Linked DNA regions of Mus musculus: region 1 is linked to region 2. Evidence: chromatin contacts called from public Hi-C data. All regions are on one chromosome and are shown on one strand. Each heading gives the region's core, a stretch centred on a gene start, on an enhancer-like site or on the middle of the called end of the contact. The rest is flanking DNA. Distances are from core to core; before and after follow the strand shown.

Region 1 (5,208 bases), core at 16-2,515, 140 kb after region 2:
GTACATTGATAGGGAATAAGGACCATGATCCAGGACGGGATCAGGGACCAGAAAGAGTTGTTTTTAAGACAGTTGCTAAAGTGAGCCACTAGAGCTTAGTCCCAAGAATAAACTGAGGAGTACAGTTAAAATCCAACCTCAGAATCATCCCAACCCTAGGCAGAAGAGGGCTGAGGTCTTAATATGTCCTCTCATATTCCCCACAGCTTTAGAGCTGCTCCTAGGAAGAAATAGTGTTTCCTGGAAATTCCAGCCCATGCAAATCTTAGGAAGATTGAGTGTTTCGTTTTCTTTGAGCATGGCAGCACTGGCCCCAGGGGTCAGGAGAGCGATTCAGAAGCAGCAGGAAGATCTTTGGTGCTGGAGAAAGTATACTGTCTGAAGTTGGCTCTGTCCTTTGCATCAAGCCTGCTTTCAGCTCACTCACCCTTCATACTGATTGAATAAAGACATTGAAATATCTTAAGAAAGAGTCTGACTATGGAGAGAGCTGAATCCAAGGCCACATCATCAGAACTCTGCCTCTGATTCTTTAAACCCCAGCCAAGGATTGGCTGTTTTAGGTCAGGGTAACCTAACATCGATGTTTCTGTAACTGAGTGTGTATTCACTTGATGACAACATCTTTTCTAAAAGAATGAAGAGATCCTGAATAGGCCTGTGTAAGCACACAGTAGGTCCTCAGTATGGCTAACCTTCAAACCATTCTCACCTGTGATATAAGTAGAATATACTCACTTTGTAGAAAAGAACAAAACAAAATTCTTGCCTTTTATTATTTTGAGGCTCTTCTTCGGCCCGATTCCACAAGCTAATGTGCTCTTGCCAAATGCAGCTGTGGACTCATCAGGAAGACTTTGCCTCTGCCGACTCTTCTTGCACTCGCTTAGTGGATGGCACAGTGTGCTGCTTGAGTAAAGCCGCAGTGCTGCTGGCTGATGGGAGTTGAAACCACAGAGCTGAAGCCCTGCGTCCAGAAGCAATTTCATTCTCATTGCATGATCTATTCTTCTCACTGGCTGTCCCACCGAGCCTGACTCCGTGGGAGAGAACCGTTCTTGCCCAGCCATCATGATGTTCCAGAACCCTGGGGCTCTTCCAAGCAGCATATTTTCAGGCTCATTTCATTTTCTGTCTTGGATTCAACCATCTGGAAAAGAAGTTGGGAGAATGACGCCCCATCTCTTGTCCCACCGGACTTGGAGAGGACATGCCAGCCAAGTTCATGTCAATCTGTTTGTAGATTGGCAAAGGAAAGAAGACCCCCCAGGGCCCCCTGGTGCTGATTGGGACCATGTGCAGCTGCTGGTGGAGTCAGCTCTTTCTGGTTCCCCACCCTGTATGAATATCACGAGTCAGCTTGGCCAAAGTGAACATACAGAGAGAGGAGAAAACTCCTGTCTGTCACTCTTCTTCCCAACCTCAAAGGCTAGCTGTGGAAGAAATTCACTGTCAGGGAATCAACAAGCAGATCTGGGCCTAGGTCAGGAGAGAGTAGTGACATTGCAGAAGTGACCATTGGATAAGATATTCAGCATAGAGGCAGCCCCATGGAGCACAGGACAGATTCCTGCATTGTCTCCTGGCTCTGCCTCTTTCTAGGTCTGTAAACTATGGTGCTTATAACATCCTGTGTCCTCAGCATCCTCATGTGTGTGAAGAAGAACATGCTCTTACTGTTACAGCAAGAATCTCAGCAAAAATTCAAAACAAGGATGACAGACACTAGCCAGCTTTGTAACTGTCATTCACACTGATGGGTTTAGACAAGCTGACTTCAATCAAAAAAGGCACACTCGGAAGTCTTTGGTTGAAATCCTGGCTCTATTTCCAGTTTTCCAAAGTTTGACCCTGACTACTATAATTAAAAGACTTCACCATTCTTAGCCTTAGATTTCCATATTGAAAAACTAAGAAATAAATCCCTCTTGTAGAGGGCTGTGGTGGAATTTAAGTGGTCATGATTAGAATTACTTGAGAAAATAAATTTTTATTTATCCCTGACTCAAAAGTCAATGGATAAAACAAAATATAAAACAAATGATCAAAAGATGTTTCTTGAGTGCGTGAATGAATGAATAAGCCATTTAAAGCATGCATTACCAGACATAATCACACACACACACACACACACACACACATAATCACATTAAGCTAGGCTGCATTCTGAGCACGTCTCTGGTACTGTCACAATCAATCCTTTCAACTGAGAGATAGTTCTAGTGTGTGTGGCTATGATCTTTTAAGGACACTGCAAGTCTTAAAGAGATTAAGTAATACATCCCAAGTCACAAAGGTCACCCACAGAAAAGGTGATTCTAAACCACATCTCTGGACTTTAAGGACAATGGGCTCTTAGACTGACAAATCCAAACACAGGTCTCTGCACTTTTGCAGGTAGAGAGCAAAGCTTGGCTCTCATACCTGGTAACTGGCTGATGCCTACAAAGCATTTGCAAGCATTTCATATTCACCGACCCTGTGTCATCCCGATTTTACCAATGAGAAAATTGAGGGTTGATTAAATACCCCATTTCAATGCGAAGACTAAGTAACAAAGTCAGAATTTCAACTTAGGAAGACTGGCAACTGATCCTATGTTTCAAAAACACTCAAAGACCTGAATGCAGAGACACAGACACATGGCATCGTGTAGCAGGTATTCTTCCCCCTCACAGAATTCCTTTTTCAGACACCTTTGCATCAAAGGGAGCGGAGATTGCCATTCCATCCATCTGACTCTATGAATGGAGCCCTGGAACAAGGATTTGCAGAAGTCTACGATGGGTTCTAGACTCCTCTAGAAGGCAATCTGAAGTCTGGTGCTGCCTTGAGTGTCTTCCAGACTCACAGGAGAATGAGAAAACCCAAGTGACAGGCCCACAGAAGCTTTTGACCTTTTAACAGCCTGTGGCACATCTACAGTTCCTCTTGGCAAGACAGTTCCTCTTGGGCAAGTTCCTCCACCCACAAAGGCTCTAGACACAGCTGAATTGAATGGGGGAGGTATCGCCTTAGAGAAAAGGAAGTCTTAGCAATAAGAAGGAAAGCAAATGGCCTAGAATACAAAGAATCAGAACACAAGCTCCATTCATGCCATGCCTCTTCATGTAAGCACTCACCCTTTGATACCACCATCACCTAATACCTACTCTACCACCTCCATCCTAGCATCTACCTAACTTCAACACTCTGCACTCATCTCAGAACTTAAAACTGGCTCCTATATCTTACTAAGACCACTGGTCAGGATGTGGTCAGCCATACATACCTTGTCACTTACTCCCATATATATAGCTGCCTCCAGGAATCCTATCGATTACTTCTACATATGCAACCTCATCCTCCATGTTTTACTTCCCAAACTTCCATATTTCTTCATGCTTCCATCTAAGCATCTTTCTCCTCCAACCTACACACACACACACACACACACACACACACACACAGAGAGAGAGAGAGAGAGAGAGAGAGAGAGAGAGAGAGAGAGAGGGAGAGAGAGAGGGAGAGAGAGAGATACAAGTATGCATGCACATGCACACACATACACACGCTCCTGCCTCTCCAGTTCCTGTCCCTTCTCTGGCTACAGTCTTATTAATATCCATGATGCAACTAGAATCTGAGCCTCTTAAAGCTACAACTAAGATCTCTTTGAACCTGAATCTTTTGCCTCCCACGAGTACGTGCACATATGACACAGTGGATAAATGGTCACAATTTACTCCATTGTTGGAATCAAATGAGATGACAGATACTTTTGGTAACCAGAAAACAATCATGCAGGCTTACATGTACCACTTGATTATGCCTAAAATGAAAAGGTGAACTTTGCCCAAAGCCTATTTGAAAGAAATCCCTTGTACAGAAAATGTCACAGGATTTTAAAATGGTATTTATCACCACTTACAAGCAGCTATTTTTCTTTGTAAAGGAGCCACTATTTAGCTTTAGTTTATCTGTTCTTATAGATGTCAACTTGCTTTTATTTATATTTTACCTTATTTCAAAAATGCTTTAAAACCATTTCAAAGGATTTAACTATTTGTATGTGTTCTAGCATCTTCCAGCTTCTCCAAAAAGATAAGATACCATATCACCTGAATTTTGGAGTATTTAAGAGTCCTTTCTTCCCTCCCACTGTGGTCTATAATATGGAGAGATATCCCTGTGAGAAGTGGAGGCTGGTTTTTGTCTATACTTGGCTCAGTCTTTAAAGACACTTAAAAATAATAAAATCCTAAGACATAAGGGGTCTTCAGGATTTCTTTTCCCTATTTCCAATGTGACAACTTCGCATCAAACCCCTCTTTCTGATTTACATTTTATTTTTGGCTTATTGAGGACCGGTAGCCTTACATAAATTCAGATACAAGTTATAAACGTGTTCAATAACAACATGCTAATCACAAATGGAATCAATCAGGCATATTTAAGGGTGTCTTCCAGCCACAGTGAACTGATCCTAGGTGGGGAGGAAGGCAGGAAGTTCCCAGCAACTGCTGGAGCCATTTACTCCAGGGACATCTTTCTCTTCCCACTTCAACAACATTAGCTGCTTTTGACCTTTATCAGTGAAGCAGAAAAACCAGTTTGGACTTTGTGTTGGGATTTTCTAGAAATTCTGACCCTGAGGAAGTTTCTGCCTAGCAGCTTAGCTCACCTGTTTCCCTTTTGACTCCTTTGAGCAACTTGGGACTCTTCTGAACCCTTGGCACAGTTGCCATTTTGTGACCACCTTTCTCTTTCCAAGTTTTTCCATTATACATTATTGGAGTATTATCAAAAATAGAAAAACAAAATGGCCATGGTGGCAGTTTGGAGAGCTGAAAAAGGGATTGGCAACATGACTATAACTCACTCATGGACTGCAGAAATAGGGAGGTAGGCTCTGCTATTCCTAAAATTAGAGGCTTCAGGGAGCCATGGTTAGAGGTCTCCTTTGTCTCAGTTTGTCTTTTCCCTGCTGTGACATATGTAGACAGCGTCCTTCTAGCCCTAGGAGAATATGTGATTTAACTTCCTAGAGTATTTTTAAAGTGTTTTAAAGAGGGTCTAAATCCATAACCTAGAAATAAGGCTATCAGTAGGACAGGTCTTGTCAAATTGGAAGCTCCTTTGAGTAAATCTGGAGTTCCCTTGAACTATTTGGGCATCTGCCTTGTGACAGGAAATTTTAAGGTTCTCTTGTGTCATGGGGTTCTGTGG
Region 2 (4,603 bases), core at 10-2,509:
TATCACTCATGATAGAAACCTACTAACTGTCTCACACAATGAATTAATAAATGCAGCTAATTTAATCTGAACAAAAACTTAAAAATACACTCATTCCAGATAGGGGAAGGTTCTCCCTGAGTTTACCATAGAGGCTGTCAAAAGCTTCCTATAGCACAATATGAATGGACAGGTTCCTACTGAAGGTCTATTGATCTTACAAGGAAATGGTGATGCATTTGGGGTGGGGTGCAGAGGTACTTTTATCTAGGCTGTAGATCATTATAATGGGGAGAATAGTGAAAGCAATTTTGCATGGAAACAATCTCCAGCTGCCTGTAACTTTGGTTCAGCAAATGTCACCGTGCAACTATTTACTACAGTATTTATTACTCTGTCATTAGCTCATAAATAATACCAACCTAGCAACCAAGGGACGATGCCATGCAACAGCGACCGTGATAAGAATTTAAGAAGGCAAAGAAGCCTATGTTCACATCTAAGGAGGAGGCGTAGAGGGTAAACTCTAGCAATTACCAAGACTCATAACTTTCCCTATAAAAACAATCTGAGCAAAACTGAAAGGGTGCTTAGAGTAGCATTCCTCACTAGAACACCCTCATAAAACCACAGAACCCACTGGATATAGCTATATCTGTCATCGGCCTGGGGCAAATAAACCTCAAATTGGTGGGGATGATGTCAAAAGGAATCCTTTTTGGTTGTCATATTCACATTGAAATTCTGATTCTGAGTACTGAAGGAGAGCTGGGAGCCAACTGGTTTGTTAGTTGTGTTTTTCTAAGTGAGAGCTGAGAGATGTAAAGAAACTTGGGACAAAGCCCTCTAATCTTCTGCTCCATTTTTGTTGTGGTTCGGTTTGCTTTGGTCCTATCTTTTAATGGCCTGGAATGTTTTATTGGGCCTCACAGCATCAAGCTTACATCTTGCAAAATATTGCTTCCCTACTTTACCATTAGATAAATAATTTCTAGAAGCTTTCACCAAGATTCTTGGCAGGAGGGGTGTTTGTTTGGTTGATTGGATTTGGGTTTGGGTTTGTTTGTTTGTATTTCCCTTCAGGCCTTCTGACCACTCACTTTTTGTTAATCACTCTGGGCCTCCTGCTCTCATCCCCAGTTTGAATGCTGGAATGATCCATGAAATGAGATCACTCATAAAAGAAGCGAAATCTCTTTCATCTTCAAATCTCCTGGGCTCGGCACTGACGCTTCTTGTGTAGAACTCAGAACATTTGGAATCAATGTGAGCAGATGGGTGGAGGCTGTATTTTCAGCTTCGTGAGTCACTGCAGAAATGAGCCCAAGGATTTCATTTCAGCCTTCCATGGTGTTGGCTCCAGGGACCATTCAACTACTGCTAGTACTTGCAAGTTGGATAACCAGCCCTTGAACCTCCCTGCATCTTAATATCTCTTATTGCAACATGAGTTTATAATAGCTCCCTCATTGTCTTCATGTTAAGATTAGGCCAAAGTGTTTAACCCAAAACTTGTCCTGCCTCTAAGATCTGCAAGGATAAAGATGGAGCCGAGACTGAGAGAACAGTCAACCATTGACTGGCCCAACATAAGAGCTGTCCCACGTGAGAGAGATAACTCCTGATACTATTAATGATACTCTGCTTTTCTTGCAGGAACCCAGCATAACTGTCTCCTGAGTATCTTCATGGATCAGTGGATATAACAGATGCAGAGACCCATGGCTAACCTCAGAGAGTCTTGTGTACAAGTGGGAGAGAGGACAGAGCAACCCAGTGAGATCATGGACACCACTAGAAGACCTATGATGTCAACTAACATGGGCCCAAAGAGGCTCACAGAGACTGAACCACTAATCAAAGAGCATGCAAGGGCTGGGTCTAGGCTTCTCCCTACATTTGCAGAAGATATATCGATTGGTCTTCATGTGAGCGAGTCCCCTAACAGTTGGAGCAGGGGACTGTGTCTAAATCTGTTGCCTGCCACTGGATCACCTTCCCCTACCCGGACTCCTGGTTGGGTCTCAGTGGGCAAGGAGGTGCTTTGTGCTGCTGGGACTAGAAGACCCAGGGTAGGGTGGTACCCAAGGAGGGCTTTTAGGGGGAGGGATTTGATAGGACTGGGATTGGAGGAGAGGAAGGTGACTGGGGGAAGCAATGTGAACAATTTAAATCATGAAAAAAAAAAAGAATAACTTTAATGCAATGAGTGGTTCTCAACCTTCCTGATGCTGCAAGACTTTTTTACAGTTCATCATATTGTGGTGGCCTCAGTCCATAAAGTTATTTTTCGTTACTACTTTGTAATTGTAATTTTGCTACCGTTTGGGATCGTAATATGAATACTTTTAGAGATAGAAGTTCACCATAGGGGTCTCGGCCCACAGGATGAGAACTGTTACTTTAAACTACACCCACACTTCCAGGAAAAATATGATGACCTCCAGAGTGGCACCTTCAAAGCCACTCCACTGAAGTTTTCTTTTCCCAAATTATGTCCATACCTTTCCTTTGTTAATTACTTTTCTTCCAAGCCCTTAAACCATTACTATTCAGAAATATTGCCAACGAGATATCTGTGTCACAGTTGTGACCAGCCACTTCCACCCAATGTGCAGTGCAGATCCATGGATAAGCAGTCTCAAATTCATTATCTGGCAGAGCAGGAAATAAGAACAAAGCTTGGCCCTTAACCTTGTTTTGGTAGATTTTAGAGACAAGTTAAGAAACGATTCAAAATCAGCTCCCGAAGGCACAGAGGTTGGAAGGGGGAGGTTTTCTTGAACCTTTACAAGAAACACACAAGTTTTCTTGCCACATTCAATCTTGACCTTACCCCTACCTCTGATGAAATGCTTTTTCCTACTGTAAGTGCAAGAAAGAGAAAAAAATAAAATAAAAAGGCAATAGAAATAGCATAAGTCAGAGCACCACCTGAAAGGTCTGGTCTCTTACAGTGCACACCAAGCTAAACTGTCAGCTTGTGAAATAGGGAAATTAAATGTGAGGGCGGCTACATGGAGACACTGTTTGCATGTCCTGTGGGGACTAGCAAAGGCAGGCATATCCTTCCCCAGGAGGAAATGCCCAGCTGGAAGCACTGCTCCTCATGAAGCTGAGTAGTCCTCTGTGCATTTTATGTGCAATTAATTAAGTTGATGGTACATACTTATAAAATATTACATGATGTTTCAATGCATGCCCATGATATAGAGCGTTCAGATTACACTAAATAGAACTGACTAGTTATATAAATCACAAGCACTAGCAACTTGAACTAAATCCATTTATTCTAGAGCTCAGAAGTTAGACATCAGTTTCACTAATATACTATCAGGTTATATAGCAGGCAGGTTCCCTTAGTAGACCTCAGGAGGAAAGGGTTTTCCTTGCCTTCTATTTCACATACCTGTCTGTTCTTTGACTTGTGTCCCTTCCTATAGCTTTAAGAACATTGTTTCATTCTTTATTTTTATCATCTCTTTTTTGCCTGGTTCCTAATCTATCCCTCACACAAGGATCATATTATCACACTGCCCCTCCTTGGAAATCTACCGACTCAAGACCACTAAGAATTTCAAAGTGTCCTCTGCTGCATAAGGAATTGACATCTTAATAGTGACACTTTTTATATCCACAAAAGTGATAAATTTCTTTTCAAGTATACCTCCTTTGCATTTCTAAGAAATGAATTTTAAGTGTCAGTGTAAAGTCATGGCAAAAATCATGTTAAAATTTCTTTTTTTTTAAAGGTGTAATGAATTTTAATAGTAAAAGGATGGAAATGACCAAAATGTTCACTTGTAAAAAAGTTTGAAAATTTGAAAACTTCATTTTACTTAGTATATTTTATTAGATATTTTCTTTATTTACATTTCAAATTTTATCCCCTTTCCTAATTTCCCCTTCGAAAGTATCCCTATCTCATCCTCCTTCCCCCCACCCCCTGCTCACTCCCGCTTCCCTGTACTGGCATTCCCCTACACTGAGGCATTGAGCCTTCACAAGACCAAGGGCCTCTCCTCTCGTTGATGTCCAACATGGCATCCTCTATTACATATTTGGCTGAAACCTTGAGTCCCTCCATGTGTACTCTTTCGTTGGTGGTTTAGTCCCTGGGAGCTCTGGGAGGTACTGGTTGGTTCATATTGTTGTTCCTCTTATGGGGCTGCAAATTCATTCAGCTCCTTGGATCCTTTCTCTAGCTCTTCCATTGGGGACTCTGTGAACAATCCAATGGATGGCTGTGAGCATCCACTTCTGTATTTGTCAGGCACCAGCAAAGCCTCTCAGGAGATAGCTATATCAGGCTTCTGTCAGCAAGTACTTGTTGGCATCCACAATAGGGTCTGAGTTTGGTAACTGTATGTGGGATGGATCCCCAGGTGGGAGAGTCACTGGATGGCCTTTCCTTCAGCTTCTGCTCCATACTTTGTCTCTGTATCTCCTCCCATGGGTATTTTGATCCCCTTTCTAAGAAGGACCAAAGTATCCCACTGTAGTCTTCCTTCTTTTTGAGCTTCATGTGATCTGTGAATTGTATCTTGGGTATTCTGAACTTCTGGGCTAATATATACTTATCAGTGAGTGCATACCATGTGTGTTCTTTTGTGATTGGGTTACT

What was found. Hi-C and Micro-C count contacts between places; a contact is called where the count stands out from the background.
Region 1: a contact with region 2 is called in a Hi-C map of uterus, with 3 times the contacts expected there. The contact joins two enhancer-like sites. A contact is called at or near these places in 2 of 484 Hi-C or Micro-C datasets (cortical neurons and uterus) and 1 of 115 datasets of contacts at active chromatin or transcription factors (differentiating embryonic stem cells).

Annotation. Positions count from the first base shown.
Region 1 is chr15:67,900,241-67,905,448 of GRCm38.p6, forward strand. No RefSeq gene overlaps it. Among named protein-coding and RNA genes, the nearest start is that of Zfat, 360 kb to the right of the region's middle. Within about 2 kb of position 1,266, at least 32 of the 459 cell types and tissues checked have an H3K27ac peak or open chromatin away from gene starts, as enhancers often do. A contact at or near this core is called in uterus, where this site is marked.
Region 2 is chr15:67,758,157-67,762,759 of GRCm38.p6, forward strand. No RefSeq gene overlaps it. Among named protein-coding and RNA genes, the nearest start is that of Zfat, 500 kb to the right of the region's middle. Within about 2 kb of position 1,260, at least 12 of the 459 cell types and tissues checked have an H3K27ac peak or open chromatin away from gene starts, as enhancers often do. A contact at or near this core is called in uterus, where this site is marked.